Regions from separate parts of the Mus musculus genome. Here regions 1 and 2 are each linked to region 3. Evidence: chromatin contacts called from public Hi-C and HiChIP or PLAC-seq data. All regions are on one chromosome and are shown on one strand. The core of a region is the stretch at or near the end of the contact, and the rest is flanking DNA. Distances in the headings are between cores, read along the strand shown.

Evidence for each region. Hi-C and Micro-C count contacts between places; a contact is called where the count stands out from the background. HiChIP or PLAC-seq counts read pairs in DNA pulled down with a chosen protein or histone mark.
Region 1: a contact with region 3 is called in an HNF4G HiChIP or PLAC-seq map of pancreatic cancer cells. The contact joins the enhancer-like site here to the promoter of Enpp2 in region 3. A contact is called at or near these places in 1 of 39 promoter capture datasets (liver), 1 of 484 Hi-C or Micro-C datasets (nephron progenitors), 2 of 115 datasets of contacts at active chromatin or transcription factors (embryonic stem cells and pancreatic cancer cells) and 2 of 9 other capture datasets (adipose tissue and pancreatic islet).
Region 2: a contact with region 3 is called in a Hi-C map of muscle stem cells, with 2.2 times the contacts expected there. The contact joins the enhancer-like site here to the promoter of Enpp2 in region 3. A contact is called at or near these places in 4 of 39 promoter capture datasets (cranial neural crest, embryonic stem cells and liver), 4 of 484 Hi-C or Micro-C datasets (cerebral cortex, cochlea, muscle stem cells and 1 more) and 3 of 9 other capture datasets (adipose tissue, liver and pancreatic islet).

Annotation. Positions count from the first base shown.
Region 1 is chr15:54,807,488-54,811,634 of GRCm38.p6, reverse strand. No RefSeq gene overlaps it. Among named protein-coding and RNA genes, the nearest start is that of Ccn3, 64 kb to the right of the region's middle. Within about 2 kb of position 2,029, at least 52 of the 459 cell types and tissues checked have an H3K27ac peak or open chromatin away from gene starts, as enhancers often do. A contact at or near this core is called in adipose tissue and pancreatic cancer cells, where this site is marked.
Region 2 is chr15:55,018,760-55,023,533 of GRCm38.p6, reverse strand. Taf2 (TATA-box binding protein associated factor 2) reads left to right here. Exons shown (of 26, transcript NM_001081288.1): 25 at 1,210-1,332. Among named protein-coding and RNA genes, the nearest start is that of Gm2491, 34 kb to the right of the region's middle. Within about 2 kb of position 2,518, at least 6 of the 459 cell types and tissues checked have an H3K27ac peak or open chromatin away from gene starts, as enhancers often do. A contact at or near this core is called in muscle stem cells, where this site is marked.
Region 3 is chr15:54,917,806-54,921,945 of GRCm38.p6, reverse strand. It overlaps Enpp2 (ectonucleotide pyrophosphatase/phosphodiesterase 2), which reads left to right and starts at 1,800. Exons shown (of 25, transcript NM_015744.4): 1 at 1,800-2,017; 2 at 2,248-2,347. The coding sequence starts at 1,985.

The DNA of each region.
Region 1 (4,147 bases), core at 780-3,279, 110 kb after region 3:
GTCTTAGCTCTACATATACCTAATGGGGTTGGCAATTAAACACCAGGGCAATTCAGTGCAGAATAGATGGAAACCAAAAGCAATAGGAGCTTCCTTGCTATGGGAGACTCCTATAGAAAACAGCATTCTTGTTCTTTGCTCTACAAAGCCGGGGCCTTTGCAGCGTGGGCAAGGGCACCATGATTGCTGAGCAAATATGGACAAGTAGCATTGATTGTTGTCCGAGTTCCCCACTGTGTTCCTTGGAGTCTTTAGTTTCCATTGCCATCTGTGATATTAGGACATTTTGTCTATTTTATCATGAGTCCAAACCGGATATTTCTCACTGTAGAAAAAGCCTTCTTACTGAGCAAAACTCTAATTCAGTTGGTAATCCCTAATATACCAAGGACGCATAGGTGCATAGACAGCATGGACTTGGACTGAAGGTTCATGTGGTCCAGGCCAATCTCAGAAGAGCTCTTCATAATCCCATGGTAGAATTATTATCAAAAGAAGCAGGCATTGTAGAGCGAAGGTCTCTGTGTCAGTGCAGTTCCCCGACATCGTTTAGATGCACTCACAAAACTCCATGAGAGATCTACAAATACCTTAGCGTGGAAGGCAAAGACGTTGCCTGGCAAACCGCAGGCCACTGCCAAGGCCACTACAAGCTGTTGCTTGTTCCTTGTTGACTCTCCTAACATTCTCCTTGCAACAAGAGAGTAATAAATCTCTTGCTGGTTGTCAGATGTTAGTGAGTGTTATGTTTGTTTAAATAAACCCATCGAAGAGCAAGGTTAATGTGTAGCATCTGGAAGGCAAGGAATAGGCTAATTGCTGAGGAGCCAGGAAAGGGTTGAGAGAAGAAGTCAGAGGTCAAGTGTGTCCCAGGGAGCAAGAATGAATAGAGTGGGGCCTTTCCTTGCAATCTGGGGTTGAGGTAATGTTAGTTAAATACTAAACTCCCCTTCCAGCTAGGGCCTCTCTTGGTTAGGTGGGAAATTACTCATTAAAGGGACACACTTTAAACAGTGCCGTTGGGTCTCACACACACCTGAACAGACACCAGCTAATACTTTAGAACAAAGCTCCATTCCATTACTATTATAATCTACACAGTACCTTCTGTGTACCAGCCACTGGGCTTTGTACTGCATGCATGTTTTCCATTCTCTTGTTTATTTTTCTAGTAGTCCTGTATCAGATACCAGGCTCATGTTTATATGTTATCATTTTAAGTTTCCTATTAGTTCTATGTAACCATGGGGTTCACTATGACATTTTCATACATGGCTGTAGTGCATTTTGTCATCTCTGTGTCCTCCCATTATTCTCCTGTCCCCCTCCTGCTCATCTCTTTCTTTCTCAACTAGACCTTCTTTCACATTCTTGTCTTTTCTACACGTTTGTTTTCTTCACCTTCTTAGTTGTGCCTTAGTGTAGCTTTCATGGTATTCATTTCAGAGATGAAGACATCTTTTTGTCATATCCCATGGGAACTCAGCCCCATCTTTGGTTCTGTAGCCCAGACTTTTGCAACTGCATTCTACAGATGGAGTAAGACATCCATCCAAGATCTGTGCACAAGATAGATACATTTTTTTTTTTTCTGCTCAGGGCTGGTCCTTGTCCTTTTGAGGTTAACAACAACCAATGTGTTTCTTTACCACATGTCCCTGGTTACCAAAGTCAGATGCAGAACCTTGGGCTGCCCTGCAATTTGATCTGGCCCCACTGTGAGATCTTTCCTATCCTTCTGTTCTTTGGTCTCACAGTTTACAAAACAACACTACATCAATCCAGTTTATGCTGGCTCGAGTTCTAAGAGAAAGTACATTGCCTGACATGCAGAGTAGAGAGAAGATAAGAAAGTTAGGTTAAAAACAAACTTTGTGAGAGCTTTGTTTTGTCACAAGGGACCTAGTCACATGGCACCTTAAAATAATCCAAGTCATAGAAATGAAGAGTGGTTTTAAGGGCGTGCAGTATGAATCACCCATGCTCTATAGAGAGCTTTAAAGTAAAGCTGAAAGTGGCTTGCATGGTCATTCTTCACTCAGGAGTGGTACCAACACTCCTGACGTGGAGCCTATCCAGTGGGATGAGCCAAGTGTCAGGGACTCCACACTTCTCTGCCAGCCAGTCACCTAGTAGTTCTCCCAAGCTTGGGGTTTTCCTGATTCCGAGCTAAAGTTTTCCTTTGTCCCATTTTATCTTATTTTTCCTCCTTTATACCCTTGGGTCTCTGACTCATTCTGGCTTTAGAAGTTTCCATTCTTTCAAAAACTCTGGAAGTTTTCGGGACTTTTTCCATTGGAATTTCCCTAGCGTCCATCAGTGCTGTCCTAAATGGTCATTACATCTTCATCTGCTTCTGTGTTGGGGACCAGAAGAGTGAAGCCTAGAGTCTAGAGCCCTAAAAGAGCCTGGCTGAGCTTTCTTTACAGCTCCCCTTTCATAATTGCAATTTCTTGTTTGCATGCATGTGTATACAGGTGTGTGTGTGTGTGTGTGTGTGTGTGTGTGTGTGTGTACACATGTAGAAGTTGGAAGTGAATTTCAGTCATTACCCACGCACTCATCTTTGACTCAGAGCCTTTACTTGTCTCTAACCTATCAGGTAATGGAGGCTCCTGTCTCTACTCCCCAGAACTGGAATTACAAGCAGGTGACAAAGCACCTAATATATTCATGGTGCGTGTGTGTGTGTGTGTGTGTGTGTGGGGGGGGTCATACTTAACAGCTTACTGGCTGACTTTTCTCTTCAGCTCCTAGTATTTTTTTTTTTTTTTTTTTTTTTTTAGTGTTGTGATTCTCAGGGCTGAGAAATAGCTCAGTGCATAAAGAACTTGTCTCAAAAGCATGAAGAGCCTGAACTTACATCCAAAACTCAGTAGGCATTGTAGATCTAGGCACTTGTAATTCTAGATTTTGAGAGGAAGAGATGGAGAATCCCTAGGCCCGGCTGGCTAGCTCAATTAGCTGGAAAAACCAAGTTCCAGGCTCAGCAAGAGAACTAAGTAAATTCAGTAGATATCAACCAGGAAAACACACACACACACACACACACACACACACACACACACATACTCGCACAAGAGCACAAAAAAGGGTTGGGATAAATATATGCTAATAATGGAGAAGGATGAATGCCTATCTCAAGGCTCTCAACTTACTTGGCAACATACATTCTGTCCTACGCATTTATAACTTCCTTGAATCTGATTCCTTTAGTAGGAAAGAGTTGCAATCTCTGAATAATTAAGTTACTCTCTCTTTTTAACCTGCAATCTCAGTTCTCAAAAAACTTCACATAACATTGCCACTGCACAATGCACCTTATTCTAATCCTGTCACCTCCAGTACTACCTGACATATTACAATGAGAATGTGTGTTCTAGCAGAAGTAAATCATTCTAAAAATTAGGAAGCAGCTCTCAGAGTAAGACGCAGGTGAAGAATCTCGAAGGAAATGAGGGGTGAGACTGAGCATAGGTAGCACACACACGTATGAAGCTGAGTCTAAATCTAGTAGGACTTAACACGAGTTACTTAGGGTCTTGGCTATTCAGCTTCTGTGGTGGGGAAATGAGGATAACAGATCTCTTTTTGTGGTTGTCAAGTAGTACAGCGTTTAGTCCATTGGCAATGAAGAACTGTTGCCTGTCCCTTTCTTTATCTGGGGCAGGGTTCTGGAGGTAAGAGAGAAGAAAAGAAAGGCATTAGTGCTCCATTCTGTGTCATTTCTCTTCCTGGCTTTGCTGTCTTAACCACACTTGTTTGCTGGAACAGGAAAAATTTCAACTTCAATAGTCAGTCTCCACTTAGTGCCTATGCTGGTCCTGGGATAAATCGTAAGGGCGCTTGGGCAGGCAGTATTGCGGACAATCCTGTGCTGGGAATGGCCCGTGGACATTTGTTACTCTCTCATCTCCAGCATCTGAATGGGACTCCCACTTGGTTTCCTGAGTGAATTCCAATTACTTTGTAGAGACCAGAATCTCCTGTCAATACTGTACCTGCCTTCTTATAGAAGCAGAGCCCAAGTGGTAGCCTGGACTTTAGAGTTTATTCGCCATCTTCATTATTTTAACCTACTGTCTAAATGTCCTTGATTCAGAAGGCCTTGATGTCTGTACAGTTCTGACTAATCACATCCCATGAG
Region 2 (4,774 bases), core at 1,269-3,768, 100 kb before region 3:
TCTGGTGCGTCTGAAAACAGCTACAGTGTCCTCATAAATAAATCATTTTTTAAAAAAATTGAAGGAGGAGGAGGAAGAAGAAGAAAAGAGGGAGGAAGAGGAGGAGGAGGAGGAGAAAACAAGTAGTCATTGTCCTCTCCCTTCACCATGTGGTCTCAGGTTTTTAGGCTCTGCAGCAGGACCTTTCCTGCTGCTCATTCCTCTGCTTGGTTAATCTGTTGTTAGTTAAAACATCACCGTAGTTTTTATTTAATTCACTTTTTGTCGTTTCCAACTTTTTTTCTCAAATCTTAATTTCTTTCCTGGATTTTTTCTACACTGCTGCCTTTTTTTAAATCCATATTCCTATCTTTTTTTTTTTTTTTTTTTTTTTTTTTTTTTACCAACTCTCTTGTCTGGGCTGCTGAGTTTCTCCATCTATGTGATCATAACGATTTAAGGCTGCTCATCGTGATTATGAGTTAGCGTTTTGGGTATTTCACAGTGTCTTGAGTTGAGGAGTTAGGAACTTTGGGAGGACTTATGTTGCCTCGCGTTCCATATTTCTTTGGAAACGTGTTGCAGTGTATGCCTCTGCTGTTCTGGGCACTTCTGGTTTTATTATTGATCAGCCTACTCTTGAGTGTTCAATCTCTGCTGCCACTCAGAACAAAAAGCCAACTGCTGAACCCCTAACAACAGATGTTGAAGACAAAAGGCACAGAGCACACATAAAGCTGCTGATAACTGGTGAGCTCGGAGAGGAAGATGGGAAACTCTCATGCTACTGTTCCCAAGTTTGTGCATAAGCTTGGGACTAGAATCTGACATGGATTCGATTATCCTGTTTTATGTTATACCATTAATTCTACTTCTTGTTTTAAATGGGTTTGTAACATCTTTTTAAATATATTCAGTAAGTTTAACAATTGAAATGTTTTTTAGGAAACTTTGCAAACTGTATGCAAATGCCAAATAAATAGTAATATAGATGAAGTGACTTGTGTAGCAGAGTGTAGGCCCTAATTTAAGTGTTCAGCAAGTCTTTCAAGTGTGAATTTTCTCTGAGGCAACAGGTCAAAGGATTAAATTAATATTGTATTCCATTTATGATTAGACTTTTACTAGAGTTAAACTATTTCTGGTTTTAAAGCTAACATGTGAAACCTGTTAAACTTTTTTCTGCTGTTAGGAAACAAAGAACTGTATTTGCCCTTTTTGATCTTTTAGGGCTCTCTAAGTACCGGCCGTCCGGCTCCAGATCCTCCTTAATGCCCCAGCATTCATTAGGCTGTGACATCACACCACCCACAAAACCCCAGTGGAGTATGGAGCTGTCCCGAAAGGGAGCAGGTACACTTGCTTGTGTTTGTTTGTTTTGTCTCAAGAAAATTACATTTAGAGTTAATTTATCAATTAAAAAATACTGGGAAGATGGAGAACTTAGTTTTCTTGCAATATATTGGTTTTATATTATGTAATTTAAAGACTATTTCAGATTAGTGTTTATCTGTTTCAGAAGTTTGTGTTTCTGTTAATAGGAAATTTATAAATAACAAAAAATAATGAAAAGTATTCTTTATTATGTTGTTGTAATTAGCTACTGTAATAATGAAATCACTCGCTCTTTCCTTATAGTCGGAAGTTAAGTGTAAACCTCAGATCCTGTCACTGCACCTTCACGCAATCCACAAATAAATCACCCAGAGCCCAGTCAGGATTGCTGTTCCATTCACGAAAATGCAGTGCTAGACCTGTACTTAGAGTATTTCATACAGGATTGTCAAGATGGCTTTCTGGGAAAGATGGGTTCTGCCAAGCCCGACAGCTGAGTTTGATCCTCAGATCCCACATGATGGAAGGAGAGAGTTGAACACACACAAACACACACACACACACACACACACACAGACCGAGACTGAAGATGGCTTTCTGGGAAAGATGGGTTCTGCCAAGCCCGACAGCTGAGTTTGATGGGTTCTGCCAAGCCCGACAGCTGAGTTTGATCCTCAGATCCCACATGATGGAAGGAGAGAGTTGAACACACACAAACACACACACACACACACACACACACACACACACACCCCGAGACCACACACACACACACACACACACACACACACACACACACACCCCGAGCACACACACACACACACACACACACACACACACACACACCCCGAGCACACACACACACACACACACACACACACACACCCCGAGCACACACACACACACACACACCCCGAGCACACGCACACACACACCACACACACACACACACCCCGAGACCGAGACCGAGAAAGTTTCCATTGACTAGGCTTGCTTAAGTAGTTCCGCCCAGCTGTACTTATTCATGCATTTTACACGGTCTCCTCAGTTCCTATTGTTTTATTCCTAAGTCTCAGGTCTTATTGTGTTCCTCAGTTACTAATCAAGCAAAGATGAGAATCCAAATAAATAGCACCTGTCAGATGCTATGAGCTACCAGGAAACCAAGATGACGGTTTCCAGGCGTTTAAGGAAAGAATTACGAGAGAAAGCCACATAGTGATGTCACTTGTGAAGACTGGGGTTTCCAAAGTCATCAGTAACCCTTGAGCAGCTATGGCTATGGGCTTATGCCTCCGTGGCTGGATCTTGCTTTGATACAGAAGAGTAATGCTTATCCATGTGAGGAAGGAGCTCAGGGACCAACTGTGATTAATAAGTAGACTTCAGCCAAAAGCAACAGCTCAGAATACTTCAGTGTTAAGAACACAGATCATTGTCTGCCAAAAGCTTTTTGTGAGGTGTGTGTGTACCTTTATTGTAGTAGATTCACACAATATGTTTCAGAAGGAATCCAGCTGGGACTTGGCCTTGTATTTCCATGAGTGAAGGGCTTGGGGGATTAATTCTTTGGCTCCTTCTCCCATTTTCTCCTTCCTCACTTCTCTCACCTCTCTTTTTGCCCTTTCCCTCCTTACTCCTTCGTGTGTGTGTGTGCGTGTGTGCGTGTGCGCGCACGTGTGTGTGCATTTTGAATTTCAAATATAGCTTTTCCCTAACACATTGATACACTGGAAAAAAGGTAACTGTGTGAAACATAAGAAAAGCTCTTTGATAGACTACAAATAAGCAATAGAAGTACCTTCCTTTCTCATTTGGACTTTTATTTATTTGCATGAATGTGTGTGCACGTATGTCACAGTGCACATGGAGAGGGCAGTTTCAGCCTTGGTGGTAAGCATCATCAACTGCTGAGCCATTCTGCTGGGCCCAGGGAGTAAAGTTTCACTCCTAACTGGTGTGACAGTATTCCTGTAGGAGCATCACTCACAAATCACCTTTTGGGATCAAGTAAGTTAGAGGTGGCCATGTGTGGGAGTGAGATTGGTCTGTGGCTGAGTTAGGGTCCTGAGAGAAAGAGAAGAGTGGTAAGGGAAGCTGTGGCCTCCCTTCCATTTGCAAACTCGAGAGGAAGGAGCACACGTGGGCTTTGGGGGGACATGTCCAGCTGAGGTCTCTTTCATTCATGCTCGCTAAAACGTATGGAAATGTTTGCTCTAGTTGACTCCAAACGGAGAGATGGCATATAAAATCTAGTAGACTTGCAGCTCTTTTCGAAGTGCTTAAGTGAAACTCCTTCAGCAGGGTTGCTCTACTCGTGTGCTGTTTCCTCGGGTTCCGAGCTGTTGAGTGTGGGTCCCTTGCTTCCTCTGCTCACAAAGTGAAGCGACATCTCATATGTCTTAATGACTTAGAGCCAAGGACCCAGATGATATTCAAGAACAGAAATGTGTTACAAACCTCATCTAGGAGAGATAGAAACAAACGATGCCGCTCTAAGGGAGCTGAAGGAGAGAGGCTTATTTTGTTAGTAGAGGACAGTGATGATGTACTTTTAACGCCTCCTACACACACACACACACACCACACACACACACGTGCACATTTGAAACACACACAGCTCCAGGTACACACACACACACACACACACACCCCGAGGCCTGCAGCGGGCCCCCCCACCCCCTGCATTCTCCCTCTTCTTGTGTATGAGGGTAAAAAAGATGTGTTAAATGCGTATGATTTTGTGCAGGTGGTAGGGCAGGCTGTGGGATAACCAAGGAGAGGTGTGAAAATGGTCCCTTCACCCACTCCCTTTCCCTGCCCCTGTCCCGAAGGAAGGAAGAGAATAGGCAGGAAGGGCCCAGTGGTTCTGAGAGAGACAGGTTTGAGCATCATAGATCTCCCTCCCAGCACTGAGCCCCCTTTCTTCCACTGCAAGGTTGCAGGCATCAGGACTGTCTCCTGGGTTTATTTAGTGATGGCAAGAATGAGAAACAGAGGGCTAGGGGGTGATGGTGGAGCAGATGAAACTCCCTAGTGATTTCTGGGGGGAAGAGGGGAGTCTTGCAGCTGCCTTGCTCAGGCTGCTGGGTTATGTAATGCCTTCTTGCATAATTCAGAAAATACAACTCTAGTTCTTGAAATCTTACTTTGAAATTAAAACAATTTGTTTTTCAAAGCTTGTATGCTTTCCCTAGAGATCTTTTTTTGGAACTCAAGATGAAAAACAGACTTTTTTTTTTTTTAATCTTTAGATTACAATGATGTATTTCAACATCTTATTTTTCTATTTAATCTAAAGAACCAAAGAGCAGAATTCATGTCTTTTCTAACAAACTATAGACTTTGTATTGAATATGAACGTATACCTAATATAAATGAAGTCAATAAAATTAACAGATTGTTCAGTGTTTCTTACATGTTCTTATTAGATGGACTGTTGAGCTTGCAAGTTAGGCTT
Region 3 (4,140 bases), core at 551-3,050:
TGATGCACAGTGATCTGGGTGAAAATACAATTCTTTGGCAGAATGGCTCACAGAAACAGTGGCTCATCTTGATCCTTTTCGATCAATGGGTAATCCAGTGCTGTACAGATCATGATATACGTGACCAACTTGCTCTCACGCTTTGTGGCCCCCTCTCTCCTGCACAGCTAGTTTGCTTTCCATAAAAATAAAACAACAAAATACAAAATGATCTTCAGTTTCTGAGCTGTATTTTTTTTTCCTTCCAAGGAGAGCCTAGGTTTTCTTAGAGATGGGTTTCTATGTCAGAGAAAGTCTCAAGTTTCTGGGACCTACAGGCTGGGGAGGCTGGAGAGAAAAGGAGGCCATTTGTTTTCAGATCCTCTGTAGCATGCAGGGTACACTGAAATAACAGTGCAGACCCAATGATTTCCTTTTGGTTTACAGATTTCCCTGAGAACAGCAGATTTGCATCTCGAGATGGAATATATAGTAGAAAAACCTTACATGGGGTTAACATCTTTTAGAAGCCTTGCTAAATAATGAACTCCAGATCAGTTTAGCTTGGCATACAGACTAAAGCAAGAGGCTTGTAGATAAATTCATAGCCTGCCCGCTCTGCGAGAGTCCAAAGCTAAGAGGATCCTAGAAGAGCCACTGAGTGTCTGGCAGTGTCTCTTCTTCTTTTCAATGAGCTGTTTACTAAATTCTAGAGTTTCTAATGAAACCCAGGCTTACTCTGCGATCCACGTAAACAAGCTCTTGGCTTTTGTGCTATCGGGTTTTATGCGAGCAGAGCCACGGGGGCTTCCTTTAAGCAGTTGCTGCCTGGAAGGTTCCTGTTTGTTTACGTATGCACATATGTGCTCTGCAAGAATGATCGTCAAGGGGCCCGGTAGGGGAAAGCCAAAAACAAGCCTCCCCTCATTTGAATCCTAAAGGCATATAATATGGAAACGACTTTCCGATTTAGAGGCTTCTAAATTTGGTGTGGTTGCCAAGTTGCAAAATTGCTTAGGATAGAAGCTTCAACACACACAAGAGCCTCCCGGGACAGTCTCTTCAAAGGAGATGCGCATTTGACAGGAATTCTTGCAGCCATTGCCACTTTCAAGCTAAATTCAAGGCTAATGAAGCTCCCTCCCCTACTGTCCTTTATGCCTGCGTCCTACCCCACCCCCACTCCACAGACAAGCTGACTTTTGTCAGGAATGGGTAGAGACTGGAATGATATTGTCTGTTTCTCATACTCAGAAGGGCTTTATGCAGCTTAAGCTGGCAGCCCCAGTATTTTGATAAAAGTTACTAGTGTAAAATTTAACAACATGAAGGGAAAATAATGTTATCTCTCGTGTGAGTTGCAATTTTGGAAGCTCCCATTGTGTGAAGCTCCCAAGGAATCAGAAGTAGCTGACAATGTATTTATATAGATACAGGGTCATTCCAACTGCCAGAAAAATAAACAAATGGTAAAGACAGAGATTTGTTTGGTTTATAAATTGTACCCCCCCCCCTTGTTTAAAAAAAAAACCCTGAAGTTGGGGGGTTGAGGGCATCAAATAACTACATAGTAAACGCTTCGAGCTGATGGGAAATTCTGGGCAGCTCTGATTCATTTTTATCGGATAAAGTACATTTGGTTTCTCTTTTGACAAACCATGTATTTGAGAGGGAAGAAAAAAAAAATCGAACATGCACTGTTATTGGCCACAGCTACACAAGAAGTCCTCCGGTTGCCAAAGGATACCACATGAAAGTGTCTGTTCAAGGGGAGGGGCCGGTCGGGGGGTGGGGCCAAGAAGGATGTTGCCTTAAGCCTCTTCTGCTCAGAGTTGCAATTTGTGAACCAACTGTGATGAAATCGAGCTCTGCACGAATCAGATGCGCCTGTCAACTTCCCAGGTGGGATTGCTTGGAGTTAACAGCCTGAACGCAGAGCCCCGAAAGCAGAGCATTCAGGGCAAGCAGAGAACACCCTGCAGAGGTTTTCCAAGAATCCCTCGGCATGGCAAGACAAGGCTGTTTCGGGTCATACCAGGTAGGAGGATGGTACGGTGACTAGCGAGGTGCCGAATCTCTCCGATCACTACCATTTGAATTCGATTTTTTTTCTTTTTTCTTTTTCCTTGTTCAAATTCAGACATCATCTGAGAATGCCTTTCCGAATTGGCAGGATTCGGGTTGTTAGGGTCATCTGAACTGCTTCCATGCACTTTGAATGCATCTAATCTAGTTGTGTTTGACAACTTGATCTCCTTATCCCCTTAGGTAATATCCTTGTTCACTTTTGCCATCGGCGTCAATCTCTGCTTAGGATTCACAGCAAGTCGAATTAAGAGGGCCGAATGGGATGAAGGACCTCCCACAGGTAAGAGTATCCGTTATTAGCAGTTTTGTTTCTTTAACAGTACTGTGCAGGGCGATACATTTAGCCCAAGGTGAGAATAGGTTATCGCTTTAATGTTGGAGAAGGATGGGGCTGACAGGTTCCACGTGGTGGTACAGAGGGTTGAGACGGCTGTGTTGTGTAAAGTACATTATTTGCTATCAGAAAGTTCTATCCTAGGAATGAGAAAAAAGGAAGTTAAAAAAGGCAATAAACTTTTTTTTTTAAAAGTGAAACTAGAAATTTATTTATAACTTTGGGACTAAGATTTACTGAGACTAGGGGAACCCTCAAGGTGAGTTTAGAGAGGAGATCTGTGATCGCTGTGTTTCCTTCTGGAAGAAGGCAAGGTGAGTTTTCGGAGCTGACTTAACTAACACAGCTGGAGTGAATGGGGCTCCTTTGCAGTGGGCTGTACCCAGCGGAGTGGGGCTTCATAAAGGAACGTTTGTGCAGGCTGAGGGGGCCTAGCTGACCTGGTCTTAAGCAATGGCTTGGTTAATTTCCTGGAAATTGGAGCTGCTGATGGTTTCAGAATTAAAAATTGCATTCGAAATGACAGGTACTCTAGGGGGCAATATTTTCTTCCCTTTCTCTGACATCACAGTATGTCTTCTGTCTCCCCGGGAATTTGGTGTTTCTCTGTGTTTCTTGATTGGCACTCTATGAAACACCACCTGCCTTTATACCACCATAAATGTGTATTATTAAATGAGGCATAGTGGAATACTGAATCTTCCACATGGCAAGTTATCTGACTTAGGCTTGAGAAGAAGGTTGAAGGTACAGTAGGTGATGAGGGTGAAGGAGCTGCAGTGTGTTTTGGAGAAAGAATGTGAAAACAGATCTTAAAAAACTGTGGCCCCGGGGAGCCTGAGGGACAAAACTGCATTGTGTTTCTTTGGGGAGAGAGGAGAGGGATTGCTGGGCCAGAAGAGAAGGCTGTTTTTATTGGAGGCAAACACTGTCTTCAAAGCCTTCTTTTTGACCCTCGCTAAGGCTGATTGTGACAGGGGACTAGGTCCTTGGCCTGAGCATGCAGCTCTGACAGCCCATGGCCGGGTCTTTCCACTGTGCGGAAAAGGAACCAATTTTCTGCTTTCTTTAAATGATAGTGGCAGGAATCGATGCTGTTTCTTTGATGACTGCATTATTTTCAAACTTGGCCATTATTTTTTTTTTTGGACTATGGATCATCAAAGTACCAGCCTGGGACCCTGAGTCCATATTAATAAGTGCTCCTTTCACAGGCAAGTCACTTGTAATGCCTCAGCCCTCAGCAATGAGCATCAGTTTAGAAGACTTTATCTTCTAGATTGTTAAAAATAAAATAATAAAAAAACATTTCCTCCATCCTGTTTCATCTCCTATTAAATGTGTGTGATCTCTACCAGAAAATGTGAAAAGTATGGATTAAATGTATTAGTCCCTGAAAACACTGCTCATATAATAAACTACTTCCATATGTTGTAGGGAATAGATACAAGACAAGTAATGTCAATATTACTTCTGGAAACTAGTCTAGTCTACAGTACTGCTGATCAATTAGATAGCGTTAGACCTACTACAGAGTACTGCTTCTTGACTTGTTAATGGAATCAGTATCTGGAGCCTTAGGGTGTATAGTGATAGTTCACTTCATCTCCGTGAAGCTTAGTTTTAGGGCACCACACAGTTTATATCCGAGTTTCAGGATTTTGGTAGACTTATGTGGCTTTTCTTCTTAAGCTTTCTTGTGATGCAGCTTACCTGCTGTCTACACACTGGGGTTCATT